Linked DNA regions of Muntiacus reevesi: region 2 is linked to region 1. Evidence: chromatin contacts called from public Hi-C data. All regions are on one chromosome and are shown on one strand. The core of a region is the stretch at or near the end of the contact, and the rest is flanking DNA. Distances in the headings are between cores, read along the strand shown. Region 1 holds the start of NPAT (nuclear protein, coactivator of histone transcription). Region 2 holds the start of CWC15 (CWC15 spliceosome associated protein homolog).

Evidence for each region. A called contact is a pair of places that touch in the nucleus more often than the background predicts.
Region 2: a Hi-C map of blood shows a contact between it and region 1, with 5 times the contacts expected there. The contact joins the promoter of CWC15 here to the promoter of NPAT in region 1. A contact is called at or near these places in 2 of 3 Hi-C or Micro-C datasets (blood and muscle).

The regions. Positions count from the first base shown.
Region 1 is chr9:73,417,887-73,422,479 of mMunRee1.1, reverse strand. It overlaps NPAT (nuclear protein, coactivator of histone transcription), which reads right to left and starts at 1,373. Exons shown (of 18, transcript XM_065943955.1): 1 at 1,232-1,373. The coding sequence starts at 1,268.
Region 2 is chr9:75,588,733-75,593,392 of mMunRee1.1, reverse strand. It overlaps CWC15 (CWC15 spliceosome associated protein homolog), which reads left to right and starts at 1,860. Exons shown (of 7, transcript XM_065945264.1): 1 at 1,860-1,958; 2 at 3,243-3,381; 3 at 3,967-4,079. The coding sequence starts at 3,251.

The sequences.
Region 1 (4,593 bases), core at 124-2,623:
TATGTCAGTATTATTGTGAATTTTGTGAGTCTACTCCGGATCTGTTTACAAATAAGCCTAATTAATATAACAATTACAAGATAGACAGCTTTCTTCTTAGATGTAGGTTAACTGTTAATATTCAGCTCTGATAAAGTGTGCAAAAGATTAACCAAACATTAACAAAATATTAGTTTAAATTTAAGTGATTATTTTCTCCAAAAACAGATGGTAGAACCATTACCCTCTAAAGTTTCCTGCAAAATGTGCTTGTCAAGAGTCTGTGCATGAAAACTTTTTTCTTTTTTTGGACAGGGCCGAATACTTTAAAAAGGGAATAAGAAATGGATTTTTCTGACAGTAAAATAATGTTAGTAACGGCCTTTAGATACCAAGGCAAGTTTTAGAACAGATGTTTACCATTTAACCACTCACATATGATGTCTGTAAATCTGGCTCCGGTTTTGAGTTTTATGTGGCTCTCATTCCCAGCAATACAATACTCTTTATTCTTTCAGGGAACAAACAACAAAACCCGTTTCCTGCACAGACAATACACCCTGACAACTGGCAGTGTCACTCTTCAAACTGAGGAAAAACTAGGACTAGAAAACGTTCCACTGGAAGGCATTTCCAGTGAAAAGTCTTGCTAATTAAAAAAAAAAAAAAAGAATTGCTGATGTCTTAAAAGTATGCAATTGGCGTTTCAAACCTCTACATTCTACGACTTCTTGCAGGAGGCTGGGGGATAGAGGCAGGATCACTTCATTCGTTCCAAATTCGTAGCGCTAAAGGCAAGTTATGAGAAGGCCGTCAGAAAGGTCCTTCGCTAAAGCTGGGTGGCTGGGGAAGTCTTTTATTTTTCCTAATTCGGCCCCAGCTCTGACACGGGAAAGTGAGCCCAAGGTTGAAGAACACGCAGTCCATCCATCACGTAGGCAACTCCCCTGCAGGATTCTAATTGAGTGTGCAGGCCTGACTTTCCCTCCAAATCCGGGCCTCAGGTGTTCCACCCGGAGTTTCTCTTCAGCCGCCCCTCGCCACAGAGTCTCGGAAGAGTGGAGCATTCACACATAAAGAAACTTAAACCGCCCGAGCCTCCCACTGAAGAAGATTCACCGCCAGTCTGAACTTGCAGGTGGGGAGGCAAAGCCCCAAAGCTTTCCCACCCTGGGAAAAACCTCTGGCTCCAAAGGTCCTTCCGTCCGGCTTAGCCTGATCCAGTACCCCTCCCTCCCGCGCCGGCGCTTACCCAATACCAGCCGGGCTACGTCCGAAGGTAACAGCATGATCGAAGCCGCAGAAGGAACCGTAGTGAGAGACGAGACTCGGATAAAAACCAACACAGCGACAGCCCCTGCGCCGCATCTCCCGGTTCCAGTGGCGGCACTGAACCCGCGACAACTTGTCCCGCCTCTTTCGCTCCACGCCAGCCAATCGCTTCCGCCGGAGAAAGAAAGGCGCCGAAAAGAAACCCGCCTCCGTTCTACTTGGAGCTGTCGTCACATCCGCCCTCACATTTGGATAGGGGCGGGGCGGGAAGGCGGGAGGGGAGAGGCAGAGCCGGCGCTAGAGGGCGAGCGGCAGACGCAGGGCCGCTCGCCATTGGCTGACAGGGCGCACGCGCGTTTCCCTCAGCCGGGCCCTGTGTTTGGGGAGGCGGGTCTTGGGAGTGCAGAGCGTGCGTGTTGGGACAGCGTGGGCAAACGGTGCCCCGGCGCTAGTTCGCCTTAGTGCTTCCTTTGGGTAAAAGTACGCTGCGCTATCACTCCAGGTTTGATCCGGAAGCCGGAATAGTGCTGGGACAGCCTGCTCGGGCTTTTCGGGAGGCGGGTTGAGCGGGCTTCTAGGCTGCGGACATCACCGCTTACACAGATTCCACTTCGGCAAAGTCCAACGGTAGGGCCGCGGAAGAAGCTCAGTGGCTTCAGCGTTGGGGAATTCAGTCCTAGCTGAGCCGTTCAGCCCCTGCCTCCAGACGCACGCCTACAGAGCGGCCCTTTCCCCTTCTCTTTACCTCATTTAGCCTAGCCCCCTGTCCTTATGGCTTTCTTCTGCCCACCCATCGTGCTCCTGGCGTATTTAGTCTTCAGCCTTCTTGCTCATCCCCTTCCGGAGTTCAGATGTAACTGGATGGCTTGACTAATCATCTTTTTCTCTCCTCTCATAATTAGCAGTTTTAATCAGCGAGCAATTTGTAGAGGCTTAAACTGTAGTCTCCTGAGTAACGGCTTGGGCTTTGGAATCACTCTCCAGTTCAAAATTGTGACTGTCGGCTGACTGTGTACTATCTAGCCTGTGGTAATTCTATCCTGTGGTAAGTGTCGTGGTCTGTGTGGGGGTTGGAAAAGAATTTCCAGGCATGAGGCAGAATTAGAGGAGAATAAAATTTATTAGAGTGAGAGCTGCTGTTAAAACAGCTGGCCATTTCAGGGGAGAGCCAAACGCTTTTGCAGGCTTGCAGCCAGTTTCCATAACCTTAAGACAGAAACTTCCTACTGGAATGGTGGCATTAGGTGATTGGTAAGGATGCTCTTGGGTGGATAGTAGGGTGGGTATCTTACATATTAGGGGTTAGGGTACTGACTGGTTTAGATCCCGAGGGTCATAGCAACAGTTGCTATGGGGCTTAGTCAGTTCCAGGGATTTTTATCCTGTGACCTTGGTATAGGGCTCCACATTCCGCCCTTTTTTAATTTATGGGCCAAACTTTGGCCCCTTAACACCCTGCTCATGACTGCCTGTCTGCCTACCTTATCCTTGTCTTGGGCCTGGGGACCCAAGTCACTAAGGAGTGGGGCTTCTTCAAGCTGGGCAGGGACATTGTGGGGTCCTGAGTCCCAGTGCCCACTTTCTGCCAGGGTGCATTTACAGAGGGAAATGAGAGTCCACAAAATGATAAGGCAGCTTGTTCAGCGTTGTCTGGGTGTTGGCTGGGGGATATTCTAGTTGTATTACTATTTGGAGATTTATTTGTTGTATTCTAGAAGAAACAAACTTAAGAAGAAAATTAAAGAAACATGGCCCAAAGTTTAATAGAAGTAGAAAAACTGCTGAGGGGCTCACCAGGAGAACCAAGACCAGACACTGGTCCGTAACATTAGTGTTTCTCTAGGAAGATGCAGGAATTTGGGCTCATAAAAATCCTGACCTGAAAACATCTCTCTGAAGGCCTGTTCTTCCAGTTTTTCCCAGAACAGAGTGCCTTAATTCTGATCTCTACCCTGAACTTTTAGGGGCTGTTGTTGAAGGTCAGCAGCTTGCAGTCGTCATGATTTAATTTTTGTAGAGGCAGCTGGCAATTACCAATGTTCAGTCAGCAGGGCCCCTTCGTAGCCGCATTTTTGATCATACGTTGGAGGCATTTCGTGGCCACTGTGTCCCACGATGCTGGGAAGACTCATTCCCAAGTCTAGTGAAGATTCCACTGATAGGTCACTCAGTGTGCTGGTACTAGACCAGGTCTTGTGAGTAGCAAAAGTCTCTGGACCATCCATGTTTTACTAGCCTCTTGGTCCAGGAAATTACTCCCTCCTGTTACTTCTTCCCGTGTCTAGAGTTACGTTATTAAAATAGTTGATCTCATATGGAACTGCATATCAGCGTTTTATCATAGCCTTAGTCATTCATTTGGTAACATAAGAAACAAGTTTCTGAAACAGTTGACATAGAATATAATATAGCTAGCAGTTGTTAGTAAGTTCATAAGTAAGAATTTAAGTCAAGAACTTGCATAAAGTATAGCATGGTATGTGCCAAGGTCATCTGACTTAGTTGTTAAATGACTCTAGCTTGGTGTCAATCTAATTAAACCTTTTAGCAATATAACAATTATCTTAGAAGTGAGTCTTAGTAAATAGACCTTAATTAACAAAGCTAGAACTTAATATTCAGTGAAGCATAGTGTTGTGTTTTTTTTTTTCCCTTTGTGAGGGCATTAATTCTGTAGCCAGAGAAGGCTTTAATCCATCAAATAAAAATGAGGTTTGTCAGGGAGCTGGGAAAATCCAAGTGGCCATCTTGGATTTACCTTAGCCCTGACTCTGGTTAGCAGTTATTCACCCATTTTTAATTCCCCAATTTAGGAGTAGACTGAGTTCAGTTCAGTTGCTCAGTCATGTCTGACTCTTTGCGTAGACTCTTTGAGTGGAGTGGTACACTCAAAGGGTGGATTTGAGTGGACCATACTTTGAGTGGACTATTGCCATGTTTTAAATTGACAGGTTAATTTTTGTATATGTAGAATGAGCTTTGTCTACATCTACCATAATTTTTATAGATCATGGTGAAATAATGCTTATTTATTTTAACAAAGTAACAAAAGATTTTAGAAACATATAAATCACTTAAAGGCAAAGAAATTCACAATCTGTGATCAAAAGCTGTATTTTTTTCCTAGTAATCATGCTTTTATTTTTTTCATTTATCTTTATTTGTTGGAGGCTAATTACTTTACAATATTGTAGTGGTTTTTGCCATACATTGACATGAATCAGCCATGGATTTACATGTGTTCCCCATCCCGATGCCCCCTCCCGCCTCCCTCCCTATCCCATCCCTCTGGGTCTTCCCAGAGCACCAACCCTGAGCACTTGTCTCATGCATCCAAGCTGA
Region 2 (4,660 bases), core at 611-3,110, 2.2 Mb before region 1:
GCAGATCTAGATTTCAGAACCGAAACAGGCTGACTATAGGTTCCTTCCTCTTAATGACTTTGCTACACTGCCTCTCAGACAAGAAACAAGGAAATAAACAATCAAACAATACATTCAGAAGTGTTTAGTACTATGACAAAATAAAACAGGGTGATGTGATGCTATTTGTGTATTGGTAGGATGGGGGTGTAAAAGTAGATGTCAGGAAACCTGAGGAGGTCGTCTTTGAGTTGAGACTTGAAGAATGGTAGTACAGCTATACCGAGGCACATACAACAGAGAAAAGCCAGTGCAAAGAAATCTAGTCTGTGAAACAGAAATGCAGTGTTGCCTGTGGCTAGAGCTTAGTGTGTAGCACAATGATTAGAAGTGAAACCAGGGAGATAGGTAGGAACCAAACCCTGAAAACTCTCAGGTCAGGTCACATTAAGCAATTTGATTTTTATTCTAAGTGCAGTGAATTTTTGTGCAGGAGAGTAACACTACCTGATTCACGATTTTAAAAGATCCCTCTCATTTTTATATGCAAAGTTAACTGTGGGAGAAAAGTGGGAGCAGGAAGATCATTAGGGGACAATTACAATCCAGGTAGAAAATGACGGTGGCTTGGACTAAGGCAGTGGAATGAAATTTGGGGTATATGCTGAAAGTAGAATAGGGAAGACTTGCAAATAAACAGGATGAGAAAAGTGAAGGAAAAGGAATTTAAGCAGGAGGCCTGGGATTCTGGTTTGAGTAACTAGCCTGATGGTAGTGTGTCCTTTACCTAGACGTGGAAGGTTAGGAGAGTAATACCCTTGTTGAGAAAAATCAAGATTAGCAACTTGAATTTTATGAGGGAAGCATTTTCTAATGTTTTGTTTCATTTAAAGTTCAAAGAAAGGGTTCTGGGGGCGTGAGTGGGGGAAGCTTTTTTCTGTTCGATATTATGAGCTCTTTACATTTGAAACTAAGTTGGGGGAGTTGAATTTTCATTTCTTTAACATGTATCTACTGAGCATCTACTGTGGCCAAGGATTATGTGATTAGATACCAAGTTGAACTAGAAAGGCACACAAAATCCACGCTCCCAGGGGGCTTTTGGTGGGGGAAGGAGTTAGGACGATACGTGATTTTTTTATTTTCCTGTTGCTATCTTACGAAAACTTCACCTAACGCATGAGTAGCCATCTTACAATACTAACTGCATCTAGGGCTCCTGGTAGTTTGGCCCACCGTCCTAAACGTTCAATGTCGGTTAGTACATAAATGAATCTAAATAGTGACACCTCCCCTCCCACTAGAACTTAGGCTTTTTTTAAAAGTAAAAATTTTAACGAACGTTACGAATACAACCTTCGTTGTGAAGACTAATATTTTTGCAGGAATGGTACCTTTATAAAGATCGTGGTTGCCCCCGTACATATTTGTTCTTTCTTCATATCCAATTAAATGCAAATACTACTTTCCGTAGCCCAACTCTCTAGGCTTGTTGGGTCTAGCTCAGGAGAAAGGAAGCAGGAGCCGTTGGATTTTAAACAGTTTGGTGTAATCCTTTTCTATGCTCTCTCGCTAGCCGGGTATTTGGTGTCGGCTACCCGCGGCTCTCCGTTCACGCAGTACCGGAATGAAGGAATCTGGGAGGGAGTCGGGAAAGGAAAAGAAGGAAGAGACATTAACTGGCTCTCGAAGGTACAAACCGACGTTCACCGTCTACTCTAAACGACGGATTTCAAATGCCCGCCCCCTGGACCGTTTCAGCCCCGCCCCTTGCGTCCTCACTTCAACTTCCACCTTGGTCTCCGCTGATTGGTCCTTGCCTCCGCCTCCGAAGGGCGGCAGAAGAGTTCGGGGTTTGCTTCCGGGTCTTGGGCTTTTTTTTTTTTTTTTTTTTGCCGCGGGTGCAGAGGTTTCTGGGAGCAGAGTCATGATGGCGTCTGTATGATCTCCGGAGGCAGCGGCGTCGGAGCTCGGCCAAAGTGAGCGGCAAGACGAAAGCGGACTGTGGGTTGGGCCGTAAGGGGCAGTTGGCAGCGGAGGCAGAGAAACTGGTGCGGGCGGTGGAGGCGCCAGAGCTCCAGACGAGGATAGTCGAGTGTGGGTGGGGCCGTAAGGGGGCAGTTGCGGGCGGAGGCAGAGAATCCAGTGCGGGCCGAGCGGGCCCCAGAGAGGCTGGACAGGGAAAGCGGCATGTGGGCGGGGCCGGAAGGGGCAGCTGGGGGCGGAGTCAGCTAACACGGTTTAGGCCGCAGAGGCCCGGGAGCTGCCGACCGGGAGAGCCGGCTGTAGGTGGGGCCGGAAGGGGCAGCTGGGGGCGGAGTCAGCCTGTACGGGCGGAGGCGACGGCGGAGCTGCAGGCGAGCGGTAGCGCTTGGCGCTTAGGGAGCGTGTCTCTGGTCGCCGAGAGCGCACCGCCAAGGCGGCTCTGCAGAGGGCCGCCCCTCGCCCCCTGGGATAGGGGAGAAGAGTCAGCGGGTTCCCTGTGATAGCCTGGAGGTGAACTCCCCGCCCCAGGGATGATTCTCTGTTGGGGGAGGCGGCGGTGCTCCCCTGCGGCCTGCAACCCTGTTTCTGTCTCTCTGGATACATCCCTCTCCCCCCGCCCCCCCTTTTTTTCCGGAAAATCTAGAGAAGTTTATCGTTTCCCCCTGACACTTGCTTTTCTGACGCTAGATGTTTCAGTAACCACAAACGGGTCCTTAATTTTTGGTTATCAGAGCTCTTTGAGGGTGGGCTCTTGTGTTTCCAGCATTTCTTAAATAGTAACTTGCAAAAGATCTGATTTATATTACGTTGGCTGCTGCTGGAGGAAATTTGATCAACAAAAGATTGCTGGAGATATTTGCCTATGTAACTGTAGTTGAAGTTTAGCACACTTTTTTCTAGAACACTCAGTAACTGTGTCAGTGATTTTTTTTTTTTAAAGATGTTTTTGTTTTTGTCGTTGCTCCCGTGTTCTGTGTGAGGTTTAGATGAAATGGGAGTAAGAAGTCTGGTGGCATGAGGTTGAGTGGAGATGTTTAAAACTCAGACGTGACTGTACTCTATTTTACAAGGGTTTTGATGTGTCAAGTCTCTTGATTTAATAATCTTATGAGGAATATCCCCATTCCGCAGATGACAGAAACTTAAACTTGGTGGCTTGCCAGGGGTCACAGATGTTTGAGGGAATGAACTAGGGCAATTATTTCACAGGGATGGATATTGATTAATGCTTTTCAAAATGAGAGTTTGTTTAAATAACTTGGCACTGTTTTTCAAAGCATAAAAGATGACAACAGCAGCTCGGCCAACTTTTGAACCTGCAAGAGGTGGAAGAGGAAAAGGTGAGGGTGATTTGAGCCAGCTCTCAAAGCAGTATTCAAGCAGAGACCTACCCTCTCATACAAAGATAAAATATAGGTAATGAAGCCTTTTATTTTTTTCTTGTTTCACAAGCAAGATCAAATCTGTTAAATGATATGGTCATGAGATAGCGTGTTTGGGTTATTATCACTCAAGTTACCTATTTTCATAGGGGTAGAATGTAGTAGTGTTTCTGACACCAAAATGATGCTCCATGATTTGAAAGTGCTACCAGATATTCCTTAAGGAGAAATTCCAGTTTACCAGGAATTTCTATATGTAGATTGAACAATGACTAGTAACACATTCTGTCAGGAGGAGTAAGCACTATCAATACTAATCAGTATGAGATTTAAAGTGTTGCTGTAACAAGCCCTGAGTTAGCATACTAACGAAAAGTGAAGGCGTTTTGATCAGCCTGCTGCCTTACAATGGGAAAGTGTGTTGATTTAGTTTGAGGTTATTGACATCACAGGATGCCTCTTAGTAACTTTCAGATTAGACTAATGATCTTGTTGATTCCCCTAGTGGAATTTTATGCTTTAGGGACTCAGGATGAAGTTGTGTTTCTTGAATTGTCTTCTGTTATTACAGCCATTTGTATTTTAGAAGTAACTTTGCCTTGTTTTGTTTCTACTTTAGACAGACCACTCAGGATGCCCCCGAAGAGGTTCGAAACCGTGATTTCAGGAGAGAGTTGGAAGAGAGAGAGAGAGCTGCTGCAAGAGAAAAAAACAGAGATCGGCCAACCCGAGGTACCAACACTCCCTTAGACATTTCTCTCATGACATTATGTTGACAAATAGTTTTTCTTTCATGTAGTAATAGGAATAGATTATTATTTTTGTTTGTTTGCTTTTAAAATTGGGTAAGAGCTATAGCAGTTTCTTGAAAGATTGGATTGGATTGATTGGATTAGATTACATTGAGTTGGATTAGAGATGATAATGAAATTGATGCCAATTTCATCTTTTTATGCTTCTTATTAGAACTAGGGTATATTTAGCAACCATTGTTTCAATTCAGATTAAAGAGTTTTTGACTACTTAGAGCAGCCAGACTTTTTAAGTCCCCATGGTTTCTGTCTGTGAAGTTCTTCCATTTTTATTTTTAGCATGTGTAAACTATATCCTAAATTTCCTGAGGCCACAGTTCCCATACTAAAATCAGTACTTTTGTTAACTCATTCAGCAAGTATTTGTCTAAGACTTACTTGCCTGCCCCTGTTGTTATAATCCCTACTGTCAGGTTTAAGATCTAAGCGCTCTCTGCCCACAAGTCCCTAAAATGTTACTGGAAATACAGGATTTGATTCAGTGAGCTAACTAATGTTTGT